2 separate regions of the Sus scrofa genome follow, and region 2 is linked to region 1. Evidence: chromatin contacts called from public HiChIP or PLAC-seq data. All regions are on one chromosome and are shown on one strand. The core of a region is the stretch at or near the end of the contact, and the rest is flanking DNA. Distances in the headings are between cores, read along the strand shown.

The links. HiChIP or PLAC-seq counts read pairs in DNA pulled down with a chosen protein or histone mark.
Region 2: a contact with region 1 is called in an H3K27ac HiChIP or PLAC-seq map of alveolar macrophages. The contact joins the promoter of ZNF322 here to the promoter of ABT1 in region 1. A contact is called at or near these places in 3 of 5 promoter capture datasets (fetal liver, fetal skeletal muscle and liver), 2 of 47 Hi-C or Micro-C datasets (blood and liver) and 1 of 2 datasets of contacts at active chromatin or transcription factors (alveolar macrophages).

The regions. Positions count from the first base shown.
Region 1 is chr7:21,021,338-21,027,772 of Sscrofa11.1, forward strand. It overlaps ABT1 (activator of basal transcription 1), which reads left to right and starts at 3,304. Exons shown (of 3, transcript XM_001926306.7): 1 at 3,304-3,590; 2 at 4,271-4,476; 3 at 4,633-6,435. The coding sequence starts at 3,359. The coding sequence ends at 5,013. LOC102162475 (a long non-coding RNA gene) reads right to left here and starts at 3,220. Exons shown (of 2, transcript XR_002346131.1): 1 at 3,091-3,220; 2 at 966-1,767. TRNAY-GUA (a tRNA gene) reads left to right here and starts at 160; the gene lies at 160-249. It overlaps TRNAY-GUA (a tRNA gene), which reads left to right and starts at 625; the gene lies at 625-713.
Region 2 is chr7:21,140,898-21,147,332 of Sscrofa11.1, forward strand. ZNF322 (zinc finger protein 322) reads right to left here and starts at 2,507. Exons shown (of 2, transcript XM_021099814.1): 1 at 2,335-2,507.

The sequences.
Region 1 (6,435 bases), core at 2,054-4,553:
CCAGATTAATTACACAGAGCATATTCAATATCGAAAAAGACCGTTAAATTTCATCATACTTTTTTTTTGGATTATACTTTTAAAAGTATTAATATTATCAGAATAGAAACCGTCTGTAGACATTATTTTAGGAATTCTAAAAAAGCCTATAAAGGCAGTCCTTCGATAGCTCAGTTGGTAGAGCGGAGGACTGTAGGTACCATGGAGTTGGTTATCCTTAGGTCGCTGGTTCGAATCCGGCTCGAAGGACAGGACTTTTGAAAATCGTAAATCAAAAAAGATAAACCCATTCAAGTTGGATCTTTACCAAACGTATGCTCAGTCTATGTCTAGTAGAATTCACTGACGAGAACCGTTTCACCACTTTTGATTGAGCGGATGGGACAGCAAGAATAAGGGTGATGGTCCTATCTACATTATGCCCTAGAGAGTGGGATAACGAATTAAAACACAAACCTTTAGTATTCAGAGGCATGAATTATCTAATATACTTCCATAATTACTAACCATATAAGCTTTAGAATATTTCCAGCAGGCTTCATGTTTGCCTCTATTTTTTAAATAGACCTATAGTTAAAACTATTAAAGATTATTTAAGGTATTTTAAGAAAAACTCTCACAGTTCCTTCGATAGCTCAGTTGGTAGAGCGGAGGACTGTAGGTGTTTCATCATGGTCATCCTTAGGTCGCTGGTTCGAATCCGGCTCGAAGGACTTACCTTTTTGAAAGGTTTGTCATCTTGATACTGAAGCCAGAGAGCTAAAGTTGAACACGGAGCCGTTCTTTATACTCAGAGATGATCTTGTATGACTGAGTAGCAAAGGCTGTCAACAGAAGTTGCTTCACCGAAGGTCCATGGGGTAGCTAAAGATGCAGTCTCTAGGAAGTCTGCCTTTTTTCACTGAGTTGAGAAGGGGTTTATGGGTAATGAGAAGGTCGCCCCTAGCACAATATTTTCACTTTAATTTTTTTTTTTTTTTTGAGGTTCGGTGGCCCTTTAGAGCTCCCTGTTGAGACGTCTGTGAATATTTTATCAATGACAATTTCAAATAAGCCCAAGGAAGAGGTAACATAAATTATCATTGTAGCCATCACACTGGCACAACTGACATCATCCACTCCCCCACAAGACTCCCTTCCCCACCCCCATTCTTTGAGGCAATCCCAAGAGGTACTTTCATTTAATTGACTATTGCTTAATGTTTTGAAAACGTTGGTGTTAAGAAAAGCAGGACCTAGTTTGCTCCTCTCATTGTCCTCTCCCCACTCCAAAAAAGAAGGCAAAGAGATAGTTCTCGTCAATAAAATTAATGCAAGAGGCGTGTGAGAACTCGAAAGTCTACTTTATTATACCTTTAGACCATTCCATCAAAGAAAGCGGTGCCGCGTTAACTTTGTAAATATACTTGGAGGCCTGTCCAACAATGGCTGTTATCCTCAAACTCCTCCGCATTCCAGGGCCGGGCCCCTTGCAGTAGGCCCCAAGGGGACCCAGAGGACCCGCCGCACCTTAAGGATGAGGATTGCGCCCCCTAGTGGGCGCGTCACGGGGGTAAAAAGCGGCCTCGGGTTTGGTGAAGGCACAGCTCTCAGGGCCCAGCCATCAGCTGGGTACAGCGTGGGCTGTGGCAGTTCTTGTGATGAATGGCTTCAACGCACAGTGAAAATCAGTCTGTGATCTAAGGGCAAATCTTTTGTCAGGGAGGGGAAATGTCCCCCTCTACTCCTCGAGATCTTGTGGTTGGACACGCCGCAATAAAATTGATACTAGATATTAACAGGAGAGAAAGAAACAATTTTAATTCATGAGCCTGGAGGTCTCATAGAAACGGCACCTAAGAAGTGGCCAAAGCAGACAGCTTTTACACTTTTTAGACAAAGAAACAATAAATTTATGAGGAACTGACAGGATAGAGAAACGCTGGTTCCCAATTAGTGAAGGCTCAAGTAGAATTTGGACTTGGGGTACTAAATTAAAGTACGGTTTATGCATCCTTAGCCAAGAATTCTCTCTCTTTGGTGATAATGGTGTCCTTCTACCCCCAAATGCAGGGAGTGCACATTTCACATGAGAGATTTATTTCCTGCTTTCAGGGAAACAGAAAGAAGTGTTAGAGAGTTCCCCTTGTATTGACCATGTCTTCAGTAAACATTAATTCAAAATAACCAATATGCCATTCAGGCACATTTTGGGGTGGCCCACCCTGGGCCCTCAAACCGTGAAAATAAGTCCCAGAGAGAATAAAGCTCGGTGATCCAGGAGGGGGCCTAAATCAGGACCATGTACACATTTGACGACAGGTATTTGTAACGTAAGTATAAATATGAATCATGTATCAATACAAACGTAAAACAGGCACCAAATAAGTTTTTTTTAAAAGAAATAATCGTCATGCATTCAAAATTTTTAGACATCTTACAAAATCAAATTTTATTTTTGTCTTTTTGCCTTTTCTAGGGCCGCACCCGCGGCATGTGGAGGTTCCCAGGCTAGGGGTCTAATCGGAGCTGTCGCCGCCAGCCTACTCCAGGGCCACAGCAACGCGGGCTCCGAGCCGCGTCTGCAACCTACACCACAGCTCAAGACAACGCCGGATCCTGAACCTACTGAGCAAGGCAAGGGATCAAACCCGCAACCTCATGGTTCCTAGTTGGCTTCGTTAACCACTGCGCCACGATGGGAACTTCACAAAATCAAATTTAAAAATATTTTAAAATAAATTTTTTTAAACTAATAGCTCACAAATGAAATTTTCAAAAATGTAGCCAGATTTCCAAAACTTATATTTCCAAAGTTAGGTTACATTTCCAAACTTCAATTTGAAATCTTCAAATCCCTAAGTTAAATTTTGAAAAATAATTAAAATTTCAAAACTCAATTAATTAATTAAAAAAACTGAAATTTAAGTAAACTTTACAAATTGCGTCATCCCCCAACCTGAGTCGCACCTGAGCCCCTTGGGTAAAATACTATGTTGTGTTCTTGCTAGAACACAGAGTCCTCCAAAATTTCCGGAAGAGCCCTCCTCATCCCATCTTTTTACATTTCACCAAGGAGTTCTGTACTGTAAGTTGTACTTGGTGGTCTACCTCTCCAGTTCTGCCTCTTCAGCTCAGGAGTCAAGTCATTTCGCCTCTCCTAATCCTCTGATGCTGCTCCCTTGCTTCGAATCTCCCGGCTGACCCGGGGCCCACTTCCGCCGTCGCCGTTAGGCCTGGAACCGCCCGTTCCGAACAATCCTGTTCTTTCATTTGTCAACCCCTGGACAAACCCCGCCCCCTCGACGCAGGAAGTCGTAAACGGTGCGCGTCAGAGGCGCGGCGCCTTACGGCTGTCTTGCTTTACTTACCGGCAAGCATGGAGGCAGAGGAGTCGAATAAGGAAGCCGCTGTGTTGGAGCCTGTGGAAGGGAACGACCAGAAACCAGAAGCAGAGGAGGAATCTGAAGAAACGGCTGGCGGCAGCAAGAAACGGGTAGTGCCGGGTATTGTGTACCTGGGCCACATCCCACCCCGGTTTAGGCCTTTGCACGTACGGAACCTTCTTAGCGCCTACGGCGAGGTCGGGCGTGTGTTTTTCCAGCCGGAAGGTAAGTGCTGAGGCAGTGGTGATGAGGGGTGGAGGGTGATGCTTGCAGATGGTGAGCACACAGTGCGTGTCCTGTTGCCTCGGCTGCGCGGATCCCAGGCACGAACCGAGCCGGGGCCCCGCGTGTGGCTTTTTTAGTAAATAGGTAGTCCACACTTTCCTTAGGAGGTGGGCCTGAGGTGTGGTTAGCGCAGTATGACTAGTTGAGCCTTAGTTTTCGAATAGCTAACTTTTAGATTTTAATTTCGGCTTCCCCAATCCCTCTTTCCCGAGACGAATTTACCAGTTTGTTAAATGGGTATAGCCTGCAGTAAAATCCCAGTGGCTTTTCCACAAAACTGAACATAACCCTTTGCCATCGCGGTCCAGGTCAAAAGACGGTATACGTACGGTCAGCCGTCTGCAACTTCTTATAACCCTAAATTGGAATTAGGGTTAGAGGGCCATGCTGGTTTTATATAGAATGTTCAGGGCAGATCTGATTAAGGAGTTGACATCTGAGCAAAGGATTGAATTAGACAAGGGAGAAAGGGTGGACCTTTCAGTTCTCCTTTTCTGAGCAAAGATCTTGGGGTGGGATCCTGGCCCTTGGGCAGATTTGGAGACTTCGGCAAGTGGAAGGTACAATTGAGTGGGTGCTGCGTCGGCTTGCTTGACCACTGCTCTCCCTTTGGCTCGCAGACGGCTTCGTGAGGCGCAAAAAGAAGGCAGCAGCAGCCTCCACCACAGGAGGGAAAAAGCGTTCCAAGTACAGCAAGGACTACACCGAGGGCTGGGTGGAGTTCCGAGACAAGCGAGTAGCCAAGCGTGTGGCGGCCAGTCTGCACAACACGCCCATGGGCTCCCGCAGGCGCAGTCCCTTCCGTTATGACCTGTGGAACCTCAAGGTGAGGGCATTGGCTTGTCTACCCCACAGCTCATACTCCTGCCTTCCCAGCCCCAGCCCTTGGACCTCTATAACCTCTCGGTGGCCCTGTTCCTCCCATCTCTTCTCCATCTCTGACCTGCCCTACCCAGATCTTCTCTTGTTTTCCTGTCCACAGTACCTGCACCGTTTTACTTGGTCCCACCTCAGCGAGCATCTTGCCTTTGAGCGCCAGGTGCGCAGGCAGCGCCTGAGGGCGGAGGTTGCCCAGGCCAAACGTGAGACTGACTTCTATCTTCGAAGTGTGGAGCGTGGACAGCGTTTCCTTGCTGCTGATGGGGACTCTACCCGCCCGAATGGCTCCTGGGCCTTCGCCCAGCGTCCTACTGAGCAGGAGTTGAGAGCCCGGAAAGCAGCTCGGCCAGGAGGACGTGAACGGGCTCGCCTGGCTAATGCTGAGGAACAGGCCCGCTCCAATCGAGGGCTTCTTGCCAGGATCTTTGGAGCCCCTGCACCCTCAGAGAGCTTGGAGGACTCCTCTCTGGTCAGGAACTCTTGAGGGGCAGAGAGGCTTCTTCCACCTCTTAGCCCAGCCCTGCATCCTGTCTACATGATATTTACTACCCAGGTGGACATTTTATTGTGTTTCTCAGCAGGAGTCTCTGATGCGTGCTCAGGCATAGGAGTGTTGTCAGCCTCCCCAAACTCCTGTACATGCCTGGCTGGGGCACTTAGTTCCTACTAGCATGATTATAACTACTGTAGACGCCTGTTTTGTCTTGTTTGATTCTTAGCTGCCTGCCTCCTGCCCATCGAAGCCCTCTAAAAATCCTACTTTCTGGCTCCAGAAAGAGCTCTTGCTTTGAGCTAGAGTGATAATGGCTGGTCTAGACAGCTGTTTACCAGCCACAGGTACTGGGTAGCAATGATATCCTTTTTATTTAGAAAAGACTAATAGGGACAGGGACTAATGAGGTAGGAGTGGCGTGGGTGACCCCTTCCAAATGTATTTATAGAAAAGAAAAAAGTATATATTTGATATGCCTTTGTAGTTTATAGGGGGTGGGGATGGTCATTGGATAAGTTCCACCTTCTTTCTGTGTACTGGTCACTCACCTTCACGCCATGTCCTGGTCTAAGAGTCTCCCCTGCTCCCCAACCTTTTCTATATAATCACTTTCGTAGGCCATGTTGTTAATCCTTATTGATTTCAGCATTTACTAAATCACTGTGTGAGGATATAGAGTGACAGTGGGTAATAACACATGGCCCTTCTACTAAAAAAAGACAGGTGTTTAAGAAATAAGTATACAGAAGTACTACAGATACCATGGTAGATGTGCATAAGGGGTAGAGTGGGGCCATGGGAGGGAATGGTTGGCTTTTTCTGGGAAGTTAGACAGTGCTCTCAATGTGTTGTTGATTTCTGATCATTCTTCTGAGATAGGTCAGTTTTCACCATGTTTTTCAGATCATTCCTGAAAGGTGAACAGAAGTCTGTAAGGGCCTAGTGAACTCTTAACATTATAAACAAAACTCTAGATGGAGTGTTGGGTTCAAACCATTGTAAAGACAGGGAATGCCTAAGAGGTAGTTGTGCACAAATGATGCCCATCTGTTGCGCTTGTACATGGTGCCTCTGCTTAGGCAAGAGAGGGGTGACAATCATGCAGAGCAGCTCTGGAGGTGACAAAGAATCCCTGTAAGCCACTAAGAGGAACTGAAAACTGAGGTGTCATGACCAACTAAGAAAAGTCTGCAAACAGCCTCATAATAGATTAAAACTCTGGTCAGTATTCAGGCTTTTAAGTTTATAGAAAATGTTAGAGTGAGAATAAATAATTTGAGTTTTGCTTGTGCTGTGTTTTTTTTTCTTCACTGTCATCAATATAATTATCCGTATGGTCTTTGGATGAAGTGGATTCATCCACTTTGGCTCTAAAATAACTTAGCCATGTTAAGATCTCAATTTGACAGGTGT
Region 2 (6,435 bases), core at 1,257-3,756, 120 kb after region 1:
CCCTTCCCTAGTTCAAAATACTGTAACTGATTCCTACCACACTAAGAATAAAATCTCACGTCTTCACTGCTCTACATAACATGGTACCTCCACCCAGCTTCAGCCTCAGAGAACACATCAGACCCTTTACACTTGCTCCTTCCGCCTAGATTGCGCTTCCCCCAAATAGCTTGTTCCTTGATTTGATTCAAGTCCTAACTGAAAACTATTTCCTAAAAAGATGTATACCCTGACTACTTTATCGAAAATAGCTATACCCCCCCCAGCCTGTTTTCCCTCCCGAGCACTTATCACCCCACTTTGTGGTATATATTTATATCTGTTAATTTGTTTCTTTCTCAGGGTTAGCACTTTGTCTTTTGTTCATTGCAATATTCCAAGGGTCTGGGATATATTTGTTGAGTGAAGGAAAAATATGAGTGAATATCAGAACGAAAAAGAGCCATCCTCATCCTCTGGGCCCCAGCAACAATATAACAGGCTAAACAAGTAGCCCTGACTGGTCTATCTGGCAAACTCAAATATATCCTTCAAAGATCCTTCTCTAAGAGGTTTTTCTTATGTCATCCTAGGAAAAGACTATTCCCCTCTTCCATGGCTAGGGTCAGAATGTACAGAATAGGCAGGCAGGCAGGCAATGTTAAGTCCAAGCAGACAGGCTGAGCATAGAACTTCAAAGTCCAAGGCTTTCCTTACAGTTAAGGGATGTCTGGGACAAGCAGATAAAGTCAATAAAGCATTAGCTAAAGAACAGATAATGCTTACTGTATCAGGCCCTAGGTTAGGAATTATCTCCTTTATCTTTCCTTGATTACATGGATAATCTCATTTAATCTTCCCAAGAACACTGTGAAATAGGTATTAATACCATGTTTGTACCTTACAGAAAACCTGAGGCTGAGGGCAGTTAAATAACCAAGCAAGAACTCAGCAGCAGGGCCAGTATTTAAATCTCTATCTTCTGACTCCAAGGCCTGCCTAAGTTAATTGAGCATACTGCCTTTTGGGGGCTGAAAATCAATCACAAATTAATTACTAAAAGCCTACTGTGAATGAGCATGCTGGAAAGCAGTAGAAAACACACTTAAATTGGCAGGAGAGAACTCAGTTTTATCACTCTGTTATCTCAAGAACTAAGAAAGGGTCATTCCCTTTTTCAGTGTATCTTTTCCCATTCCTTCTTGTCCTCTCCCAGCCTCCTCTCCCTCATTAAAAATCCACCATTTATATAGAAACATACAGCTTGATATACTACTTACCGTAACAACAGAGACTTAAGACTGTTTCCTTTTGGCTCCAAAAGGTCTCTAGACCATAACTAAGCCCAACACTCAAGTCTTCCCTCTCCTAGAGAAAAAAAAATCAATAACGTAGAAAATAATTTTTGTTATTTTCTAAAAACGAAATTTATCATTTTTCTGGAGCTAGACATCAAAAAATTGGTCCCATTTATACTCCCCGCTCTAATCAATATCCTTCGACCATAACTTACTTTTTTCTACCTTTGCTTACATTGTTTTTCTTGCAAGAAGTACCTGACACTAGCAGCCATCGATCCCTTCGCAAACAGCTCCCAACATCCAGAACCCTTCTGAGTAAGGACTAACTTTAATTTCATAGTAAAGCCCTGAGTCCTGTTCTACTTGTTCTAATTTTTCTTCTCCGTAAAGTGTATTACCGCAACTTCTGAGGTCAATGACCCTTGTTCTACCACTATAAACCTCAACATGCAGTTGATAAGTGCATAAGATACAAAATTATATATAACGCCGTTTCCAAAAATGGTCATTCGAGTAATCAAACCAGATTCCCTGCATACAGATTCGACTGCAACATGACCAATTTGCATTAAAGATGCGGGTGGGCGGTGGGTGGGGAACTCCATTCAACGTCCATAGGGGCTTTTTCCCCCAAAATAAAAGACACAGATCGCTTAGAAAACTGTCTGGCAGTGTTTACTATTATTATCTTCAGGAACGATAGTACTAAGCTTCTCTTCTTTCAACTTTTCATTGACCACCTTTCAGTCCGCCGTCAGGGGGTTCCCAGACCCCACAGGGTCGCGAGCAACGGGGGCTGCTCCTACGAGGCAGAGGCCTGGGGGGGGGGGGTGTCTCCGGTCCCGCTGGACTCCTGCCCCATCCCTGGCTCCGCAGGCCATGCCCCTCCCAGGCCCCGCGGGCCGCGCTTACCCCAGCAGCAGCGGCACCGCCCCTCCGCCTGGAACGGCACTTCCGGTTACTCTCCGGACACTCGGATTTGGGCTTCCCGGCGGCCGCAAACTGCGGGCAGTGAATCTAAGGGCCCACCTTCGGGAAAAGAAGGAAAGCAAACCTGTGAGGCCAACGAGAGCCAGAAGCAGCTCCCTTTGCGCGGCTCGGCGAGAGCAGTTGGGGCCAGGCCATCCAGTGGGCGCTTTCAGGGCCGACAAGGCGAGCTACCCTTGTCCTTTCAGCCTGGCCGGGAAGCTGCAGGCGCAGCCCCGCCCCCGCGAATCACATGATCATCCCTGGTTCAGCAACTAGGGCTCTCCACCCCCGGCCTCTGGGCCAATAGGGGCCGAGCCTCTGGAACAGGGGCGGGGCCCCGGGGCGCCTGCGCTCCCGGGCCCTTACTGTTTCCGGGCGGAGCGGGCCAGGACTTTACTTAGGGGTTCTTTCTGACGCGGCGAATGTCCGCGATTGACGAGAGGTCCTCGCTGCCAACTTGTCTAAGGAGAAGCAAAGCTGTTTAATATTAGTTGCCGACTTCTGTTTCCTCAAGGCTGCTGAATGAGGTTTCGAAGCAGGAGTAGCGTCAAAAGAGATGGATGTCGCCGACCCTGAGGAAAACACCCCGAAGGATCTGGAAGAAATAGAGGATCCCAAAGCACAGTGGAAGCGCACTGTCACCGAAGATGTGGCCAGAGAGATGGATGAAATGCTTTAAAAGGGGGGTGGTGTTGTCTTTGTGTGGGTGGAGAAAACTGCGGAGGAGGATAGGACTGCTCTGATAGTAAGAGGTTTCTCAGCCATTTCTGATTGTGTTTCTGGGCTAGAATCATCTTAAGTAATATCCTGAGTTTGGGTTGTAGCAGAAATGAGGTTTCCTTCAGAATGAAGTAAATATATAAACATATGTATGTATATATAAAAATACCTCCTACTGTTCAATCTTTCAATGAAAAAAGAAGTTTCCTAAAAGCCCTCAGACATCAAAAGGAAAGGATGAGTATGAGAAATGTAGAGGGCTGAAGCCTGGATAATGTGACCAAGGTCTTGGATTGGGAAGAAAAAACTTGAGGTTAGGGAATGGTGAGGGTCTTAACAGTTATATAGTTAATTCATATGGGTTAATGAGTTAAATCACGATTAACTAATCATGTTCCTAATTCTGGAATTCTTTCCCAGAGGATCTGCACCTTAGTTTTATGTTTGTTTTTAATGAAAATTTCCAAGTAGGCCCAAAATATTCTATCCAGAGCCATTTTAATACTTGGAATAATTTTAATACTTTAGAGTATATGTTCCAGACATTGTTCTCTGCATTTTCCATATATTATCTAACTTATAACAAATTCTATGAGATGTTTATTATTTTTATCTTAGGAGAAAACTGGTGCAGGAAGAGATTAACTTACTCAAAATCACACATTTATTAACTAGTGAATCTGAAATTTTGAACAGTCCCACCAGAGCTCATGCTTGCTATCATTGTACAAATATGGCTACATCAAGAGTGGTGACTGTATTGTAGAAATGTACTGAAACAAGAATTAAGTGAACTGAGTTCTGATCCCTGCACTGCATATAAGAAAGTATCAGTAAGTGTTGAACTGTTCAGCTTTTTCCTTAAAGATACACTGACCTGAGCAAAGTGTTCATTAGATTCATTGTGGTATTCACTCAACAAATGTTTATTGAGTGCTTCCAATTCACCTGACATCATGCTGAGTATTAGGAATTTAAGGCAGGAAAGACGCAATCCTATTCCTCTATTGGTTCACAACCTGCTGTGGAGACAGCAGGTATCATAAATGGTGTGGTAGAGGTGAAAGTTGCATTAGGTAGTGTGGAAGCAGAGAAAAGGAGCATTTGTTTGAGAGTGGGTCAGACATGACTCTGTAGAACATGGGGCATGAGGTGAAGCTTGAAGGAATAGAAGTAAGTAGTTGAAGATGGGACTGGAATAGAAGATTGGAACTAAGTCAGATATTTTAATGTGATTTCAACTAATGGACTTTATATTGTAGGAACTGAGAATTCATTCATGGAATAGCTCAATTACCCCCAAACTTAAAATCTTCAGAAGTACGATTTTTAGTTGTAGGTATAGAGAGAAGCAAAACAGGAAGCCTGGAGACTTATAATAAGGAGCAGTCAGGAGATCAAGAACATGAACAAAAATGGGTCATGGCAACCAAGGGAATAGAGCTAAAGGCTATTGAGAGCAATGTCAAATATTATGAAGAGATCAGAAGAGATGGTAAAGAATACTGGATAAGGTTTACGTGATATTCATTGTGTTCTAGGCACTGTTACAAGCACTTTATGGTATTAGCTCAATCATCCAACAACCCTGTGTGCTTTAATCCTCACAATAACACCATATTATAGATGAGGAAGATAAGTGATTAGGCAAGACGATGCAGCTGATAAGAGGCAGGATGGGGGTTGGAAGCCTGTAGTCTGGCTTCTGAATCTGTTCTTATTACCACTACCCTATCCTGCCTCTCTAAATAGAGGCTTTGTGGAGTTTAGGAATCAAGAGATTTTCATCTTTAGTAAGGGCAGCTACTGTGAAGTGGGTGGAAAGGTAAATAGGGGATGAAGACAGTGTCCTATATTCTTTAAGAAGCTTGGCTATGAAGATGAAGAAAGACAGACTATGTCTAACATAGAACACAGGACTTAAAATGAGCAGGGCCTTCAGGGTGGGGGAGATTTTAACATGTTGCCAAAGGGAAAAAAGTTAATAGGATGAGGAATCAGGAAAGGGATGTTTGATGTAGAGAGGCCACTTAGAAGATAGGAGAGGCTGGGGTCTGCAATACAGAGAGGAGTTAGCCTTGAATGGGAGAAGGAATCTGAAATTCGAGCAGGGAAATATATCTGCATGGCTTTGGTCTTGTTCAGAAAGCCTTACTTTTAGAATTTGAAGGGAAGAACCCCAATGAGCTGAATTCATCGGGCTCTCATCTGTTCTATTAGTCATTCACCAGAACCCTGCTTCAGAGGAGTTATCTTCTTCTCACAAGAAATATCTTCTGATTTTACCCAAATATTAAAGCCAGTAATATATTTTTAGAAAATAAATCACCATGTTAATTTCAACAATTCCAATAGAATAGCATTGCTGTTTTTCACCTTCTGATTTCCCAGGCTACCTCACATTTTCCCACAGAAGTATACCAAGCAATAGGAGAATGAACAAGTGCCTCAGAGTGGCTTGTCACAGTTGTAAAATTAATTTGGGCCCTTCATTTTGTCTTTAAAATTCATGCAATTTGCATTCTACCCTATGATCTAGTTGGGCACTGGAAACAGAACATTTTTTTAAATGGTCATAGTAAATCAGAGTTAAAAATGAGATAGATATTTGCCTGGTTCAGAGGTGGCAAATCTATAGGGCAAATTACTGGTTTCCTCCATATCCATGGCACTAACACCAATCAGATGTGACTTTCCTTTCCACTTTACAAAAACTTAATCTCAGGTACCTTCTCAATACAATATCCACTGTCAGTCATCCAGAATGGGTTTTGCTTTGCTATGTCTGTGTATCAGAAAAGTTTAATTCGATAGGATATGAGCTAGAGGAAGGATCTGTGCAAAGTGCCATAAGAACGTTAAAGGAAGTGAGTTATCCTGGCTGGAGGGATCAGAGGAGACTTTACAATAGGCAGTCTACAGCTATTATGATGGCTTTGTTCCACAAAATCTTCAGGGACCCAGGTTTCTTCCAGTTCATTGTCCAGTCTTCCTTGGGATGTTGCCTTTATCTGGTAGGTAGAATTCTACCCATCACATTCAAATTTTACATAGATGGAGGAAGAGACAAGAAAAGGCAAAGGACAGGTGCCAGCTCTTGGTAAAGGAAGGTTCTAAGAAGCTGCTACACAGTCATTCCACCTGGCATCTCATTGGTTAGACCTTAATCACATTGCCGCATGAAGTAAGCACGTCCTTATCCTATGGAAGAAGATAAATATGGATATTACCTGGAAATCTGGGATGGGAGAAAGGGAGAAGGGATATTCTTTTGTTAAATACCAGATGAAATCAAGTGGCCTGTTTCTTTATTTTCTGCATTAGTCTTGTAGCTATTATTCCCCCTCCTACAATAATATGCATGTTCATCTTCTTCCATAGGAATAGAACCCATTTTTTTTCTTTTTGGAAAGCATATGGACAGCAGAATAAAAATGAACTCCCTTTCAGCTATGGAGGATAATGA